6 separate regions of the Mus musculus genome follow, and all the other regions are linked to region 6. Evidence: chromatin contacts called from public Micro-C and promoter capture Hi-C data. All regions are on one chromosome and are shown on one strand. The core of a region is the stretch at or near the end of the contact, and the rest is flanking DNA. Distances in the headings are between cores, read along the strand shown.

Region 1 (2,713 bases), core at 200-2,699, 290 kb after region 6:
TCATGGTTAACGGTCTGTACGGTTTCACAGTTATCAACTGCCAGGCTGTCACGCCTCCTGCGGGAAGCCAGCCTGGGTTGCCTTGCACAGAAGAGGACGGAGTTGCTTTGAGGAAGGGATCTTGTTTCTGTCGTTGCCCTTTGCAGCCCTGTTTCTTCCAAGAGCGTGTCCTTATCACAACCCAATTGTAGACGCTACAAAGGAGCCTCAGCCTTAAAATGCATTGTTATTCCCATCTTGCCCAGTAGGGACGGTAGAGAGCAATGGCGCAAACAGGGTGCTATTGTGGTCTAAGGCTAATTAATCGCTTTACCTCTCTGGGCCTGTTTCCCCTTATGTTATACAACCAGCAGAGTCTAGTTCGTGCGTTGCGGGACAGCCTGGGCTACAGGGTGAGACCCCCATCTCCATGAATTAAATAAATTTAAATACTGATTGGTTTGACTTGGCTTTGGTTGAGACATGTAGCTCAGGCTGGCCTCAAACACCAGGACTGCCAGGGCTATACAGAGAAACCCTGTCTCGACCCCCTCCCCCCCCCCCAAAAAAAAAAAAACCAAAACAAAAACAAAACACTACCTCCCGATCCACCCAAGTGCTGTTCTTACATGTTTAAGCACATTTTTATTAAAATAGTAATTGCAGGATCGGAGAAGTGCCTGATGTCAGGCTCAAGGGGCTGAGTTCAATCCCGGGACCGACATGGGGATGCAGGGACCCCCGCCCCCCATTGTCATATGACCTCCACATAAGGGTGACACACAGGAGACCCACACACACACAATAGATGAGTAAATGTCACTTTCAAAGTAACGCTGGCACACACCTTTAATCCCAGCACTTGGGAGGCAGAGGCAGGAGGATTTCTGAGTTTGAGGCTTGCCTGGGCTACATAGTGAGACGCTGTCTCAAAAAAAAAAAAAAAAAGAAAAAAGAAAAGAAAAGGCAGTACAATAAAAATAATTCAAATTGCCACGCGTTTATGGGCCACAGTGGCTCACGAAGGGCACTGTCAAAGGACAGCGTGTCCCCGTGAAGTCATTTGATCCTTCAAAGCTGTTGGTATTTTTTGTTTGTCTTCTGAGACACGGTTTCTCTGAGTAGCTCAGGCTGTTCTGGACCTCACTCTATAGACCAGGCTGGCCTCGAACTCATGATTCACCTGACTCGATCTCCCCAGTGCTGGGATTAAAGGCGTGCGCAACACCGCTCGGGCTGCGGTTTTTTATTATAAAATAACAGACTCGTTTGTAAAAGGGACAGAAGCAGAGTAGGTGAGTGTGAGCTGCACCCACACCCACACCCCCAGATTCACTTCCACGGATCAAGAGTGACCCACGGATGACCGACAAGAACCCCTCCGGGACCCTTGAGCACTTCCGTTTCCTGCGCAGCCTTGGCCCCCCCCCCCCCCGCCCCCACGGTCGTGCGCACGCGCGCCTTAGCAGCATTGCTGTAGTCTGAGCGTGCGCATTTCTTTCTGTAGGCTCCAGAGGACACGAGCGACCCGGAAGACTTTCCTGCCACACTCCAGAGCTGGTGTGAGGGGCATCGATGGCGGAGACGGCAGCGGAGAGCGGTGGTGGCGGTGACTCCGGGGTTGGCGCGTGCGAACGGGGGGTGGCGCCCATTAAAGCTCAGTGAGTCGCTGGCGCCCGTCAGCGAAGCTGATGTGGCCTTCCCGGCGTCCGTGGCGGGTGCGAGTGGTGCATGCTGGGAGGTGTGGCGGCATCCTGGAGAGCGGCATCCCGGAGGCGCCAAAGTCTTTACCTACCTTCTGCTGACACACGAGTGTAACATGTGTTGGTTGTCACAAGCCATGAGGCCGGCTGTGCACATAGGCAGCTTTGGGGAACCAGAAGCAGGGCCCGAGGTGCATGGTGGGGCTTGTAGTCTCCACGAGGGAAAAAAAAATGGCTCGCAGCGAAAGACCTGGGAAGGGTGGTAGCTTGAGTCTCGCTGCCAAGCATGCTGGGGTTTGTAGTTCCTTCGTAGCCTACCAAGGATATTGATATTTGTGTGTCGCAACCCTTAAGGCAATTCAGTTCTCAGAGCAGAGACACAAATGGCTCCTTCAAGTGTAAAACAGGTGTCCCCGTGGCACTGGGTGAAAACTGGCTGGTTCTAAGTAGGGAAAGCTTCCTGCAAGCAGGAGCACGTGAGCTTGGCATTAGCCCCCAAGCCCCTTTCCCTGTGCACATCGAGCCTCTCCCGCTCTGGCAGGTACCGCACAACCAAAGAACGGTTCCACGAATATCTGGATGGAGACAAGCAGGAGGGTGCATGCCAGGAAGTGCCCACAGGAGACCCAGCTGAGCCAGGGGCCAAAAGAATTCGCCTGGAAGATGGGCAGGAAAATGGGAAGACAGAGGTGGCAATTGAATCCCGTGAAAGGCAGGTGCCCAAGAGGGCCCGTGGCCAAAACAAAAGCCGGCCCCATGTGAAGCCAGCACACTACGACAAGGACAGGCTCTGCCCGTCCTTCCTCCAGGTGAGGGGTGGCTCTACAGGCTTGGCTTAAAGTCTGAAGATGCTGTGCTGTGACAAATATATATGACCCTTGACCTACAGGGACTCGACCTAGTAGTGCCTTGCCTTGGCCCCTGGTGCTGCCTTCAAAGTCATTGACCCTCAGCCTATCTACACATCACACTTGAATTTATTTATTTTTGGTTTTTTTGAGACAGGGTTTCTCTGTGTAGCCCTGGCTGAC
Region 2 (2,759 bases), core at 202-2,701, 400 kb before region 6:
TTCAGCCTGCCAGTGCAGTTCAGAGGCAGGTTGCAGCGAGAGAATGAGAAGGAACCAGAAGATTAGAAGAGACTGCCAGACTTAGTTTGAGTCCAAGCAGAGCACTTCAGTGAGAAATTGAGAGAAGCCAAATTGAATTAGTCAGCTTGGTTAATTAGATTGTACAGATGCTAGAAGCTTCCTGGGATAGTTGTTAGAACATGGATAATGCTCTGAGCTCAGCCCAAGCAGTGTGTTGTGTTCACAGAGCATGGTTGCAGCTCTCATCACTTCATCTGAGGAAATAAAAGTGACATTTACTTTTATAGATCACACACAGATCACGGACACTGGACCATCCCCTCCAACTTCTGGCCTGAGGATCCTTTGAACCTCCATGTTCCTCTCATCATTGAAACTGCCCCACTATTTGTAGCTGTACCCTGGTGTGTTTACCTCCCTTCTAGCCCTGGCTTGCAGGCCCCTCCTTCTCCTCACATTCAGCCCCAGTCGCTGGTTGTCATTTTCCTCCACATATACTTCCTGCAGACTACTCCCTGGTAGCCTGTAGCTGTCTCCAATCTCTACTTCACCCCTTCTGAGCAGCTCCAACATGCCTTACCTCCCTCTCCAGAACACAAAGTTCTCCGGAAAGAACTCCAGGAAAGTACTCCTGGAAGACCCGGAGTTGCCAAGGCCCCCACAGAGATCCCATCTTCACCTGTCACCCCAACCACTCAACAACATTCTGGGTCTGGGCCTCTCTGGTTTCCACACTCCTCCAAGATCCTTCTATAATCCTCTCTCACTCCCCAACCCCTCCCAGATTACCACACAACCTACAAAGAAGTCTTAACATCTCTCACAGACCTTCTTCCCACACCTTCTCTTAGGTCCTTCCTACCCACATTTCGCCAAGGCCACACCTTTAGGCGGCTCTTCTCTTAGCTAAATTCTGGGCATTGCCCCGTCCCTTCTCACCACCCAGAACCAAGAGTCTCTAAGCAGTGACCAACGCGCCCTGGCCACGACCGCCCACGCCTACCCTTAGCGCCCCGCCCACCCGTGCTACACCACACAACTGCCCTCCCTTCTGCCCCGCCCACCACTGCTACAACGCCCCGCCCTCATTGTAGGCTCCGCCCCTGCCTTACAATCTTCCACACCCCACCCACCAATCTACTCCTGCTAAGCATAGCCTAGAAAGACCCTGACACCCAACCGCCGGCCCTTTTTGCCCCCTGGCCCTCGCCCTCTCCGTCGCCCAACCAGCGTCACATACCCTGCGGAATCCGTAAGCTTCTGGCCGGGCCCCGCGCTCTTGAACTTGATGTCAGCCTTGATTTCCTGGAAGAACTTCTTCATGGCGGCAGCGGCCCGGCGGCTTGGGCCGCAGGGCGGAGGGCGCAGGGCCCGGGTGGATGAGGAGCAGGCGGCCAACCACCGGAAAGAAAATATCGCGGCGACGGAAGTCCCGCCTGGTTCACGTGACAATCGCCTTGCAGCACCTCGCGCGGGCGGGGCGCCATCTTCCTGTCTGCGGACGCCGTTGCCGGGGCGACAGGCTCGCCTCCCTTAAGACCGCAGCAGCCACCAGGGGAGCTTAAAGAGAGCATCCAAACAGCGAGCAGCCTAGAAGAGTACCCAGAGCTACTGGAACCAGGGTGGATGTCAGGAGTTCAAGGCCAGTCCATACTACAGAGAAAATGAGTATGAATGTACTGTGCATGAGCCTGAAATCTGCTCTGGGAGAGACAAGCTAGAAGGAGCCGACAGAGAGATTGGTACAGGCAAGGTCAAAGCAGAGACCGCAGTTGGTACAGGGCTTGCTCAACATGTGCAAAGCTGAGTTTAATCTCCTCCAACACTTCCATCTCGTGTGGTGTGTACACACAACAAAAAGTTGGATGCTCTGGACTCAGGCTTTTTAGAACACTACTGTTCATGTGAAAAACAGCCATCATCTAGATCAGAATCACTGTGACTGTGCAAGAGACCCCCAAAATCATATACTTCACTGTTAATGGTCACTCATTAGAAAGAAGGGGGGAAGTGGGTCATTGGACACAAACTTGAGATTCCAGGAGCTCTTCTGCACCCCCTGTCTGTGTGCATGTAATTCTACCCTAATGCGCATGGCATTGTGGTCTTTGGATCATGTAACTGAAGTGCCTATGGGCAAGCTTTCGTCTGTGTTGGTGTGAAATTTGTCAGAGATAAAGCAGCTTTGTGGGCTACCCAGGCTGTTAATAATTTTATTAGTTTTGCCAACCATTAGATCCAAAAATGCACAAAGCTGAAGGATGGGACACCCTGGTGATTTCAAGGAAACAAGCCCCATGGCTGGAGGAGAGCAATGGAGGCATTTGATGAGAACTGTGGAAGACAGGTTTCCAAGAGCTACAGTGAAGAGAGGAGTGGAGCACCTTAAAGAAGGCAGCCAGGATGTGGGCTGGAGAGATGGCTCAGCGGATAAGATCTTCTAGAGGTCCTGAGTTCAATTCCCAGCAACCACATGATGACTCCCAATCATCTATAATGGGATGCAGTGCCCTCTTCTGGTTTGTCTGAAGGGAGCAACAGTGTACTCACATACAAATAATTTTTTTTAAGATTTGTTTATTTATTTATTTATTTATTTATTTATTTATTTATTTATTATATGTATGTACACTGTAGCTGTCTTCAGACACTCCAGAAGAGGGCATCAGATTTTTGTTAGGGATGATTGTGAGCCACCATGTGGTTGCTGGGATTTGAACTCAGGACCTTTGGAAGAG
Region 3 (2,731 bases), core at 214-2,713, 290 kb before region 6:
GCTGCCCTGAGGACTGTCCCAGGCTCTGGTGGCTCACTGATTACACATAGACTAAGAGTCAGGGATCAGCACTGTGGGCTGCTGATTCCATTAGGCGGAAGCCAAGGCAACTAGAAGTCCTTCAGGCTCAAGGGACTGGGACTTTAGAGCCTCGGGAGTCTGGCCACTTTCCCTTGACACCAGTCGTGTGACACCCTGAGGAACTTACCTCGTTGGTCCCTCCTTGGGAAGCGTAGGTGAATGTACATGTAAACTTGTTCTGTAGAAGGAGAAATAAAAGGAGGCTGAAGAGCAAAGATCTCAATACTCAGAACCAAGACCCTAGCATACTGGGCATGGTCCTGTATGCACATCATCTCTGGTATCCAGGAGGCTGACGCAGAACTGGGAACTGGGACATAAGCTAGCCTGGGTGACTTAGCAAGGTGCTGTCCCGATGTAAAACAGATCAAAAAGGACTGAGATATACATCAGCCCCTGCCCAGAAGGTCAAGGGTTGAGCCTGTCCAGAATCCAGCAGTGAGGGGTTGGGAGGGTGACTCAGGGGTGGAGTCCCACCTAGAATCCCCTAATGAGGAGCTAGGGATGTGGCTCAGGGGTGGAGCCCCTGCCTAGGGCGGGGCAGAACCCTGGCTCTGCCGATGTGAGACTCTAGGTTCCATCCCTCAGTACACCCTCCAGAGGCCACCAGATCTCTCTCCTCTCAGGAGCTCAGAACTTTGCTCAAATCACTGTGATTTCCTAGGAAGGTCAAATGGCCTTCAGCAATCATCCCTAGAACATCACCTATGAGGTCAGTACTCGGGGCTCCTGTTAGATACAAGCTTGTACTGCTTCCTGCCCACAACACAAACCTGCCAGAAAGCACAGGACTATAGTAATGGTCTCAAGAAATGGTCACTAGGGACACCGCTGTCCCAGAAGCCAAGCTGGGGCGGGCAGAGGCTAGGCTGACTGCTGGCTCGCTGAAAGGAGAGGTGATGGACTCGTGTAAGGCTTGGGGGGTGCTCCCGCTCTAGTCCGGGTTCAGTGAGTAACCCACGTGCGACCTGTATAGCCAGTCCCCTAGATCCGCTGCTCTTATCAACCAGTATTCCCTTTTCTACAATGAGATGGGCAAGGGGAAGTCGCCTTGCAGGTAGGGAGTGACTGACAGAAGACAGACGAGGCAGCCAGGTCCCTTCTTCAGGTAACCCTGCCTCTGCCACTCCACCCGGTCTCCAGGACCACCTGATCGGAAGTCCATAGGCATCGATTCCCGGGCAGGAGGCTTAGCACGTACCCCGGGTCCTACGTCCTGGGAGAACGAATGCACGACCCCTCCGGGCCTCACGTCAAATGGCACGGTGGTGGGCTCGGACACAGCGGCGGCCAATTTCAGCGCTGCGGCCGCCAGGACCACCGCAGTCCAGAAGCCTCCGCTGGGGGCTGCCATCTTGCTTCCGGGGCAATGCGCAGGCGCTCGCGAACGTGGAGTGACACGCGCGGGACACGTCAGCGCCGAACGGTGACAACGTCGCCCCGCCCGATTTGGCTGCCATGGTGGGGCGGGACTCGACTTGGCACGTGATGCACTACAGCGCCTCTGATTGACGCTCGCGGATGCCTGGAGGGCGACTTCGTCTTGGCGCTTGTTTGGGTTGGAGTTTGCAGGTAACTTTTGCCTCCCCCCCGGATATTTTTATATCTCACTTAAATGGGCTCCCGGACTCACTTCAGGACAACATGGGGGTTGACAGTGTTTAATTTTGTTAGATTATCCATTTGTTAATAAATATGGTTTATTTCACTTTTATTTGTCCTATTTTTTTGGTTTTGACGAGACAAGGTCCTGGAAATCTCTCCAGGCTAGCCGGGAACTCAGAGATCTGCCTGACTCTGCCACCTGAGTGCTGAGATTAAGGCGTAGGCCTCCACCACCACCTGTTGATTGTTTTTTGTTTTGTAACATATTTTACATATATGTGTGTGTGTGTGTGTGTGTGTGTGTGTGTGTGTGTGTGTGTGTGTGTGTGTATTAAGGTTTGTTTTTTGTGTTTTTTTTGGTGGGGGGTCTCTGTAGCCCTGGCTGTCCTGGAACTCACTCTGTAGACTAGGTTGGCCTCAAACTCAGAAATCCACCTCCCTCTGCCTCCCAAGTGCTGGGATTAAAGGTGTGCGACACCACTTCCCGGCATATTTTTCAAAAATATTTTATTGTGAGGGCTGCGGTGATGGCTCAGCAATTAAGAGCACTGGCTGTTCTATAGAGGACCAAGATTTGAAGCCCAGCACCCACATGGTGCTTTACAACTTTAACTCCATTTCCAAGAGATCCGATGTCTTCTTCTGGCCTCTGCAGGTACCAGGTATGCATGTGGTACACAGACAGACATGAAAATAATATAATAATAGCAATACTTTAAAAGTGAATTCTTCCGGTTTTGCAGCTTCCTATAGGTCACAGGTGTTGCTATGCTGTTACCGGACCTAGAGCATGCCTGGCCAGCCCTCTGCTGCTGAATAATTTTCCCATCTTTCCACTGGCCAGCGAGATGGAATAGTGAGTAAAGGGCTTGCAGCCATGACTTCAGCCCTGGTCACTAGATGGTGGTAGAACTGACTCCTAAAAGCTGTTCTCACTACATGTGAATTGGGGCAAGCAGCCTTGCACAACAGAAAATAAGTATCTTAAAATTAGACTCTACGGCTAAGTGATCCTCTATCTAGTTACAAGTACCTCATTTCCTCT
Region 4 (2,700 bases), core at 11-2,510, 350 kb after region 6:
TAAAGTAGGGGTGAAGTCTCAGGAGAGACAGCGGTCCCAGCTGTTTCTTGGTGCGTTCCCCGCCCCAACTCCCCTCCCCGCCACCCTAGGGGGCTCTGTCCGGAACCGAGCTCTCTAGGGTCCAAGGAAACAACCGCAGCCCTAGCGAATCCCAACTGCGAACTCGGATATGACCCATGGAAAGGGGCGAGGAAGACAATCCGGTGTTTTGGGATGTGCTGCCTGTGCACAGGAGGGCTGCGCACGCACTCTCCCGGCCTCCTGGATCTTCCTACAAACGGTTCACACAATATTTTCCTTCGGGAAAGTTTTCTAGATTGGGGATCTCGGCAAAGAGGACGCTATGGGTGCGCTTGAGCTTCCCGGAGCGGCATGGTAAAGGACCCCCAAACGCAGCGGTGTCGGGTTCCAGGGGAGAGTGGTCCGAGGATTTGGGGCGCCGGGGGTATTTGGGATGGGCAAGAAAACGCGAAGGGAGGAGTTCCTTCCAGAACAGAACAAACGCAGTGACTATTTTGGTCAAAGCACAAGAAAACGGTGCCGGAGCCCCCAAATCCTAAGTCAAGAAGGAAACCCGAGGGTCAGAACTATGAGGCAAGCAGAAGAGTACCCTCGGAGTTAAGTACATGGATAAAAGCCAGAACCCCGATTTCATAAGTATAAAAGGGAGACGGTGCCTCTGGGTTTTCAGACTTGGACGAGAATGGCTGGCTCTGTGGGAGCCCCCAACTCAGGTTTTAGGGGGATGACAGCAAGGAGCGGGTTTGGGGCAACTCCAATTCAGGCTTTGGGAGTAGTCAAAGAGAGGACTGACTAGTTTGAGGGCGCCTCCGAGTTTCAGGTGTTGTGGAGTAAGAGACAAGGAGGGGTCTTCTGGAGTCCCCGCTCCTCAAAGTCAGATTTAGTGCGTCAAAGGCGAGAAGAGATCGCTTCACTTTACAAACTTTTGAGAGTGTGAGAGGGGTTCCACCCAGCCCAGGGCTCCCCCAAATCAGAGGCGCCTATCAGGATTGGATGAGGTTGGCGTCTGCAAAGTTGGGGCGCCGGGTCCGGCCGCGCCCGCCCCCGCGACCCCCCTCCAGCGGGGTCCCCCCCCCCTCCGCCACCGCCCCCTGCCCCGGCCCGCACCGCTCACCTGGAGTTCGGCAGGGAGTTCCGGTAGCGGCTCCCGCGGCGTCGGCCGCTGCGTGTCGCTCCGCGTTGGTAAGTAACAGTCTCCACGGCTACAGTCTCTATGGCGGCGGCGGTGGCGGCGCCGGCCGCTCCTCCTCCGGCTCCCGCCGCCCTCCCGCCCGCCCGCAGCGCCCGCCCGCAGCAGGCGCCCGCCCGCCTCAGCCTCGCGCTGCCCTCACGGGGCGGGGCGTTGCGCCCGGCAACGGTTACCAAGCTGCACGCCCCGCCCCCTCCAACGGCCCGCCCATGCCCGCCTCCAACGGCCTCGGGGAGGGCGGGCGATCTCCCCATTGGCTTTCATAGTGCCCGTCAGAGGTGAAGGGGCAGGTCCTTGGGTAGAATACCAGCCAATCGCTGAGAAGGAGGGCGGGGCCTGGCGGGAGGCGCGCGGCTCCCGGGAAGGGTTGGCTCTAAGGAGGTGCGCGAGGGCCCACTGGTGGCAGTGCGTGTTTTGCGGAGTTACGGTGATTCCGCTAGACCGGAGGCGCTCACCGTCTAAGGGGAGCAGCAGACTCTGGCCTTGCGCCTGCTCTTTCATGGTCCACAAACTGAAAACTTTTTTTTTAAAGATTGTTGTCTATGCGTGTGCATGCAATGCGCATGAAGACCCGAAGAGAGCGTTGGATCGCCCTGGAACCAGAGTGACCGTCTGCTATGAGCCGCCTAATTGAGCAGGGACCGATCCCGGGTCCTCTGCAAGAGCAGAAGCCTCCTCTCCAGCGCTTCTCCTTTTTTTTTTTTTTTTTTTTTTTTTTTTGAGCCGGTGTCTTGTATACACTCACTACACCGCTTAAGCTGGCCTCCAACACCTGATTTTCCTGGCTCCATCTCCTAGTGCTGGGATGATGGGTGTGTGTTCACCAGTCCTGGCTAAGCTGACAACTCCTCACCCACCCCATCTCGCTTCTCTGTCCTCTCTGGTTCATATATATATACAGGTCTCAATGTGGACTCTTCATAAAGCTTATATTTTGGTGGGATGACACAAACAGAATGAAAAGTTAACGCAAAAGGAAAGGTTTAAACCCAGAGACCCAAGTGCGGAGGAGCTGTCAGACCATAGCTCCATTCATTCATTCATTCATTCATTCATTGAACGTCCAATTGCACCAGTGAACATGGGTAATTTGGGCTTATGTGCCCAAAGCGGTGAGTCAGGGTCTTGCTAAGTAGTCCAAGCTAGACTAGATTCCCACTATGTAGTCCAAGTTAATGTTCTTTTTGTCTTAGGTCCTTGACTACTAGGGTGAGAGGCAGGTGCCACCAAGCATTTGTGCACAGTCTAACTCATGAAATCCTGAACTTAGGCCGCGAGAAAGGCAGTAGACGCTGCCTCTAGGACTGGAGTTTCCAAAATAAATATATTGGAGCAACTGGAAGCCTGGTGCCACAACACCACTTTGTTGGCTGCCTACACTACAAAGCTAGTGTCCGGTCCCCATCCCCCACCCCCACCCCCACCCCCGTGCTGAGAGACCCAGTCCCATAGACTCAACTGTAACTATCATGGAGGCAAATGGCTATGCA
Region 5 (2,700 bases), core at 68-2,567, 340 kb before region 6:
CACCCTGAAAATCAGCCAGAAAACCCGAGTCCAAGATACAGAGAAAGAAAGGCACGTTGTAACCAGGCAGAGGCGCTCTGGCAAGTCCCTCCAGCCATTCTGTCCCCAGGGCCACCCTCCTCCACCCAAAGCTTGTTGGCCTGCAATATTGGGGTTCCCAACTCCATCACATTCAGTTTGGGATTGGGGCATCGAGCAGGTAAAAAATAAGAAGTTGGGGGTGACACAGACGTCAGGCAGTGTGACACAGACCTGCCAGGGTCCCGGAGACCTGGAGAGCAACACAGACCTCAGATGGGGAGCAACACAGACCTCAGGCAGGTGACAGAGACCTGGGAACCTCAGATGAGAGTGACACCGACCTTAGGCGGCGGGGGTTGGGGGTTCAGTGACAGAGACCAGGCAGAGAGGACCTGGGACCCAGGAGTCCCTCCCGACCTCAGGGCTGTTGTAGGCCTAGAATTCACCATCTGAGGCCAAGGTGGGGGGTTCGGCCTGGCAGCAGCCCTGGGGAGGCGCCCCAAAGTCGGCAGTGGAGAGCAGAATGGGGCACGTGACCCCCGCTCCAGGGACCAATCAGCACCGCGGTCGGCCAGGGGGGCCACGGTGGCACCCACCCCGCGCGGCTGCCAGAGACGCTCCTTTGTCCCATTGTCAGGCTTTGGGGGGGGGGGCTGGCAGCCCAGCTTAGGGCTGTGCTGCAGCGGGGGCGTTGGCCGCGGACTGCCCCCCCCCCATGTCAGTTGCGCGGCCGGCGAAGACCAGCCGGTACCCAAGAGCTTGGGGACAGCTGGTGCACAGGGCCGCGTGGGGACCCACGAAAGGTCGCGGCTATGTGTCCCGCCCCCTCCCCCGCCCCCATCAGTAGGCCGTCACCCCAATAATTCGAAGCCACTGTCAGTGCCCCGGCGCGATGAGCCGGGGCCTTGGCTGCAATCCCCGCCCGCTGCGCAGCCCGTTAGCCCCGCCCAGGGCGCTGGAGCTGCGACCGCACGCGGGGGGCCCCCCAAGCCAGTGCCGCTGCACGAGGCGCCCGCGCCCTGTGCGCGCCTGGTGCGTGCATGCCCACTGCATCTGTCCCTGCATCTGTCCCTGCGTCTGTCCCTGCGTCCGTCCCTGCGTCCGTCGCCGCATCTGTCCCCCGTGCATCTGTCCAAGGTGCGTCCCCGCGTCCGTCCCTGCACTCACCTCCAGCGCAGGCCGAGCACCTGCTCGGCTCGGCCCCGGCCCCGGCCCCGCAGCGTCTCAGCCCGGGCTCCCACGCGCGGGCGGCTCCCGCGGGGGCGCAGCGCGGTGTCCCGGCCGGGGCCGCATCTCTGCCGCCGCCGCTGCGACTCGCAGCTCCGCCACCTCCGCCCCCAGCGCCCGAGCTCGGAGCTTCGCAAAACCCGGAGCAGACCACCAAGGAGCGGAGCACGGACGGGAGGGGGCGCCTCCACCATCCTTGGCCTCAGTTTCCCTTTCTCTGCCTCCCACTTCTCTCTACTGGGGTGGTTCTGAAGACCACCGACTCCCGCACTGAGCTGGGCGCTGTTCTGACTCTGGGCATCTCCAGTATACCGTAGGCACTCCATAGATGTTTTCTGGTATATTCTAGTGAATTCCCAATTCATCTGACCAGTCACCCACACACAGGAACCTCATGGACGTGGTCCCACGGTCCTGGTGGCTCATGACATCATTGAGTCAAACCACCAAGGTCTCATTTTTTATTTATAATGATTGATTGACTAAGACAGACTCTCCTGGGGAGTCTAGGCTAAAGGCCTGCCCCAGCACGCCGCCAACACTCACTTTCTGAGGGACATTGGGACAGCAAGATATCTCTTTCCATGCCTCAGTTTCCCTCTGTCCAAAGCCCCTCCTCATCCCAGCCATGACGCTGAATGAAAACCTCTTTCCGATTGGGCTAGGCATTGCCTCAGAATACAGTAAGTATACTGATGGCACCTCCAGTATACAGTAAGCACCACACAACTGCTTTTGTAATTGTGTGTGGAGTTGAATCCTGCTCACAGGGTCGCCCTGAAGCCCATCCAGCTGAGGACACTCAACCAAAGGTTGGGACTGTGAGCTGCCCGGGACAGCCAAATCTGTGGGTGTCAGGATTTTAACTCTGACCTGTGCACACCCTGAGGGGCTGGAGCAGACTCCTTGGTGTCACCACTGTGGCGACAGGCTGAGACCTCACTGTGGCCCATCAGCTTTGCCGCATATCAGCCAGACACAGCTTCTGTGGAGAAACTGAGGCAGAAGATGAAGCCAGTTCTCAGCCTACTCTGCTTGGCCTATGAACCAATTTGTCCGGCAAACATTTATTGAGCGCAGCTCTAACAATGTTTTTCGGCCCAGGGGGGCGTCGGGGGGAATGGGAGGGTGGCTGCCAAGGTGACCAGTGGCTGCAAAAGTCAAGGTGCAGAGGGCTCAGTGGCTGCTGGGGGTGGCAGAGGGGGAGGGGGGACACCGGGCCCCTGAAGGCTCACGGGTGGATTTGGCAGGGAGTGCAAGGCAGAGTGGGGGTGCAGGGATGGCCTGTCCCCAGGGAGACCTGTCTGAACAAAGGCCCCATGGTCATGAATGACGCCTCTTTCACAGACCGGCCTGGAGGTCAAGTCGCCCTCCCCCAGCCGGCTCCAGCCGGTCTAGGAGCTGACCTGATAGCCATGGAGAGTCAAGAAGACAGGACCTTGTCTGAGTCCT
Region 6 (2,700 bases), core at 157-2,656:
TTTAATGAAGGAAGGAGTCGCAGCTGGCAAGAGAGGCCAGAGCCCGAGTAGGAGGGTCCCAGGCTAGCCCAGACAAAGCAGACGGCCGTTATCTGCACCATAGAGACAGCAGCACCCCCCGGGGGGTACAGAAGCCAGGACCCAGGATCCAGGTGCAGAAAGATGGGTGAACAGGATGTGTCCACCAATCTAACACCCTCGGGATCCCTCTTGCTCTGTAGAAGACTCTTTGGATCCCCGAGTGCCCATCCAGGCTTGGGACACCTCAGAGGTCTCCATGTGAGCACCAAGGACGGTTTATTGGGGGAGGGACATCCTTGCTCAGGTTGGAAAGTGAGCGTAAGGGAACCCCTGCCAGGCCAGGAGACACCCGGGGAAGTGACCGTTAGGAGGTTCTACTGGAGGGAGAGACGAGGTGAGGGGTGACCGGGAAGATGGGCGCTCACACCTGCTGCAGGTTTTCGGGGGCATATGGAGGCAGATTTGAGAGCAGGGAAAAGGGGTAACGCACAGGGATTTGGGGGGTGTGGCAATCAAAAGGATCCTCGCTCATAGTGGTGCTGGGGTTTGGGGGTGAAGAGGCTCCACGATGAGCAGAGAACTTGGCCCTGACCCAGCTCGCATTGCAACGGGGGTACCTGCTCTCGGACCCCATTTCCTTCTGCGCCCCAGTCCCCGCCCCCGGTGACGTCACCACCCTCAGCCAGTCGGGGGGCTCTTGGGGTGTACCGGGGGCCTTAGGGCCGCAGGCTGGCTCCCCGGGGTTCCCCACAGGCCCCCGCATCGCGAGGATGAGGGTGGATGAGCAGTCCCAATCCCAAAGCTGGGGGAGGTCGGGGGTTGGGGGCGCCCGGACCGCAGAAGGGTGGAACCGAAGCCCCAGGTGATCTGAGGCGCCTGGCCCGGTCTGCAGCTCCAGACGCTGACACCGCGCACCGCACACCGCGTCCCCGCCCGGCTGGTGCAGTCGGTGACCCTGGGTACGGGCCAAGTCGCCCGCGCGCGTCCTCATCCCTCCTGGACCCTGTCTCTACCGGTTCCCGTTTCTGTGGGTCTCTGTCCCTCCGGGTCCACAACCCTCGCGGTCCCCATTTCTCCAGCTCCATCCCTCCAGGTCCTCCACATCCCTCTCCTTCTTGCAGAATCCGATTACGGCTGCAGCCCGGACCCCCTTCGGAGCACAAAGGCGGAGAAGCTTGGAAGCACAAAGCCGGCGCCGCCCACCCCGCCCCCTGTGTCCCCCGTGCGCCCCGTGCACCCCGGTACCTGCGGGCTCCGCATGCTGCTCCCGGCACCGGGTCGGCCCGGGCTCCGGCGGCTCCGCGTGTGCGCGCGGCCCGAGCTGCCTGGCGGGCGGGGCAAAACCCCACTGCGGCTCGCGCGCCCCCAGCCGGTGACGTCACCCCTTCCGCCGCCGCGGCCCTGGGGCCTGGCCGTGTACAGTACTGCGCCTGCGCGCAGATGCCTGCCCAGTGAGGAGGCGCTGCTGGGTCACGTGCTTCAGGAGCCTGTAGAAGGCCCGGGGAGCACGTGGGACGTGGGACACGTGGCCCGGCCTGTCTCCTCTGGATTCCTTTTAAACTCAAGTTCTGTTGTAGCCCATGCTGGCCTCAAGTTACACTGAGGATGACCTGAGCCTCCTGCCTGTCTCCCCACTCTGCTTTCTTTGGCCAAAATATCCTTTCCCTAAAATCTTTCCCATCAAGCCCGCCTTGCTGGCTGAAGAGGCTGAAGCAGGAGGACGTCGTTTTTGAACAGCCTGGGATAACAATGAATTCGAGACCAGCTTGGGAAAAGGAGGATGAGCTGGGCATTAAAAAAAATTTTTTAAAAGTGGGGGTGGGGCTCAAAATGGCTCGGCAAATAGAGGTGTTTGCAGCCCAAGCCAGAGAACCTGACTTCAATCCCCAAAGTCCCATAGTGGAAGGAGGAATCTGACTCCTATGGCGCTGACCTCCACATGTATGCACACACCCATGTCCACTGAGTTACTAGACATGCCAAACAGATGAAATGCAGCAAAAGACTGAAAAACACCTTAAAGAAAAGAGTAGTCACAGGCATGGGGTGCGAAACTTTTAGACAGCAGCAGGAGAATTGCTGCAAGTGTGAGTCGAGTGTGGACTGCACCTGAGACCCTGCCTCAAATAACGAAACGATTTTGTTTTACAGTCTGGGTTTTTTTCCCCTCTGGAATTCATTCATTCCGGCCCAGAGCTGGAGACATGAGCAAGAGCCTGGAGCCGAAGAGTCCGGGCGGAAGGACTGGGTCATAAACGGGGAAGAGTGCCATGAATAATTGACAAGGAGCCTAAATTAAGAACAGGGCTTCCCAGAGCCTGCACCGCGGCCAGTTTAGCAGAGACGGCTTTGTCCTCTTGCCTGACTGGGGTGACCCTGATTGACGTACGTGGTGCTAGTCGAGATTGGAGCACGTAGAAGGTGCCGGAGGTTTGCATAGTGTTCAGGGGCCCTTAGTGTAGTTTCTCTCATGCACAGCAGGTACTTGAAGTTTGGGTACTCTGTGGAGATGTCCACATCCTTGCATAGTCCCTGCAGGTGTATGGCACTGTTGGCTGCACACAGTGTGTACTCATATATTATGGAGCTGGGTGCTGGCAGGACTGGCCATGCCAGAGCAGACTGGCCATCCATCAGGGAGGGAACCAGGCCTTGCCTTGTTTGTCCGAACTGAGTAAC

Evidence for each region. Promoter capture Hi-C pulls out the DNA fragments that hold promoters and counts their contacts. A called contact is a pair of places that touch in the nucleus more often than the background predicts.
Region 1: a promoter capture Hi-C map of pre-B cells shows a contact between it and region 6, with 2.3 times the contacts expected there. The contact joins the promoter of Dus3l here to the promoter of Ptprs in region 6. A contact is called at or near these places in 6 of 39 promoter capture datasets (the 3T3-L1 cell line, the HPC-7 cell line, cranial neural crest and 3 more), 4 of 484 Hi-C or Micro-C datasets (CD4 T cells and embryonic stem cells) and 3 of 115 datasets of contacts at active chromatin or transcription factors (bone marrow-derived macrophages, memory CD8 T cells and pancreatic cancer cells).
Region 2: a contact with region 6 is called in a promoter capture Hi-C map of pre-B cells. The contact joins the promoter of Ubxn6 here to the promoter of Ptprs in region 6. A contact is called at or near these places in 4 of 39 promoter capture datasets (the C10 cell line, the HPC-7 cell line, cranial neural crest and 1 more), 1 of 15 datasets of contacts at CTCF or cohesin (the NIH/3T3 cell line), 5 of 484 Hi-C or Micro-C datasets (CD8 T cells, muscle stem cells, nephron progenitors and 2 more), 4 of 115 datasets of contacts at active chromatin or transcription factors (bone marrow-derived macrophages, large pre-B cells, memory CD8 T cells and 1 more) and 2 of 9 other capture datasets (adipose tissue and liver).
Region 3: a contact with region 6 is called in a promoter capture Hi-C map of pre-B cells, with 2.3 times the contacts expected there. The contact joins the promoter of Mydgf here to the promoter of Ptprs in region 6. A contact is called at or near these places in 6 of 39 promoter capture datasets (the C10 cell line, cranial neural crest, embryonic stem cells and 2 more), 2 of 484 Hi-C or Micro-C datasets (embryonic stem cells and pre-B cells), 4 of 115 datasets of contacts at active chromatin or transcription factors (double positive thymocytes, large pre-B cells, memory CD8 T cells and 1 more) and 2 of 9 other capture datasets (liver and pancreatic islet).
Region 4: a contact with region 6 is called in a promoter capture Hi-C map of pre-B cells, with 2.3 times the contacts expected there. The contact joins the promoter of Rfx2 here to the promoter of Ptprs in region 6. A contact is called at or near these places in 1 of 39 promoter capture datasets (pre-B cells), 3 of 484 Hi-C or Micro-C datasets (CD4 T cells, double positive thymocytes and embryonic stem cells) and 2 of 115 datasets of contacts at active chromatin or transcription factors (memory CD8 T cells and pancreatic cancer cells).
Region 5: a Micro-C map of embryonic stem cells shows a contact between it and region 6, with 1.6 times the contacts expected there. The contact joins the promoter of Sema6b here to the promoter of Ptprs in region 6. A contact is called at or near these places in 9 of 39 promoter capture datasets (the C10 cell line, cranial neural crest, embryonic stem cells and 3 more), 1 of 15 datasets of contacts at CTCF or cohesin (large pre-B cells), 7 of 484 Hi-C or Micro-C datasets (CD4 T cells, embryonic stem cells, erythroblasts and 4 more), 4 of 115 datasets of contacts at active chromatin or transcription factors (embryonic stem cells, large pre-B cells, pancreatic cancer cells and 1 more) and 1 of 9 other capture datasets (adipose tissue).

What each region holds. Positions count from the first base shown.
Region 1 is chr17:56,763,302-56,766,014 of GRCm38.p6, forward strand. It overlaps Dus3l (dihydrouridine synthase 3-like (S. cerevisiae)), which reads left to right and starts at 1,450. Exons shown (of 13, transcript NM_144858.2): 1 at 1,450-1,640; 2 at 2,224-2,491. The coding sequence starts at 1,555.
Region 2 is chr17:56,073,575-56,076,333 of GRCm38.p6, forward strand. It overlaps Ubxn6 (UBX domain protein 6), which reads right to left and starts at 1,452. Exons shown (of 11, transcript NM_001379361.1): 1 at 1,262-1,452. The coding sequence starts at 1,344.
Region 3 is chr17:56,182,457-56,185,187 of GRCm38.p6, forward strand. Mydgf (myeloid derived growth factor) reads right to left here and starts at 1,464. Exons shown (of 6, transcript NM_080837.2): 1 at 1,283-1,464; 2 at 209-259. The coding sequence starts at 1,435. It also overlaps a transcript of Tnfaip8l1 not described here.
Region 4 is chr17:56,829,748-56,832,447 of GRCm38.p6, forward strand. It overlaps Rfx2 (regulatory factor X, 2 (influences HLA class II expression)), which reads right to left and starts at 1,261. Exons shown (of 17, transcript NM_009056.2): 1 at 1,136-1,261.
Region 5 is chr17:56,139,026-56,141,725 of GRCm38.p6, forward strand. It overlaps Sema6b (sema domain, transmembrane domain (TM), and cytoplasmic domain, (semaphorin) 6B), which reads right to left and starts at 1,318. Exons shown (of 17, transcript NM_001130456.1): 1 at 1,189-1,318.
Region 6 is chr17:56,475,074-56,477,773 of GRCm38.p6, forward strand. Ptprs (protein tyrosine phosphatase, receptor type, S) reads right to left here and starts at 1,407. Exons shown (of 33, transcript NM_011218.2): 1 at 1,267-1,407. Gm32822 (a long non-coding RNA gene) reads left to right here. Exons shown (of 4, transcript XR_385656.4): 1 at 1-279; 2 at 1,143-2,700. Gm9258 (a long non-coding RNA gene) reads right to left here and starts at 1,200. Exons shown (of 1, transcript XR_105855.2): 1 at 275-1,200.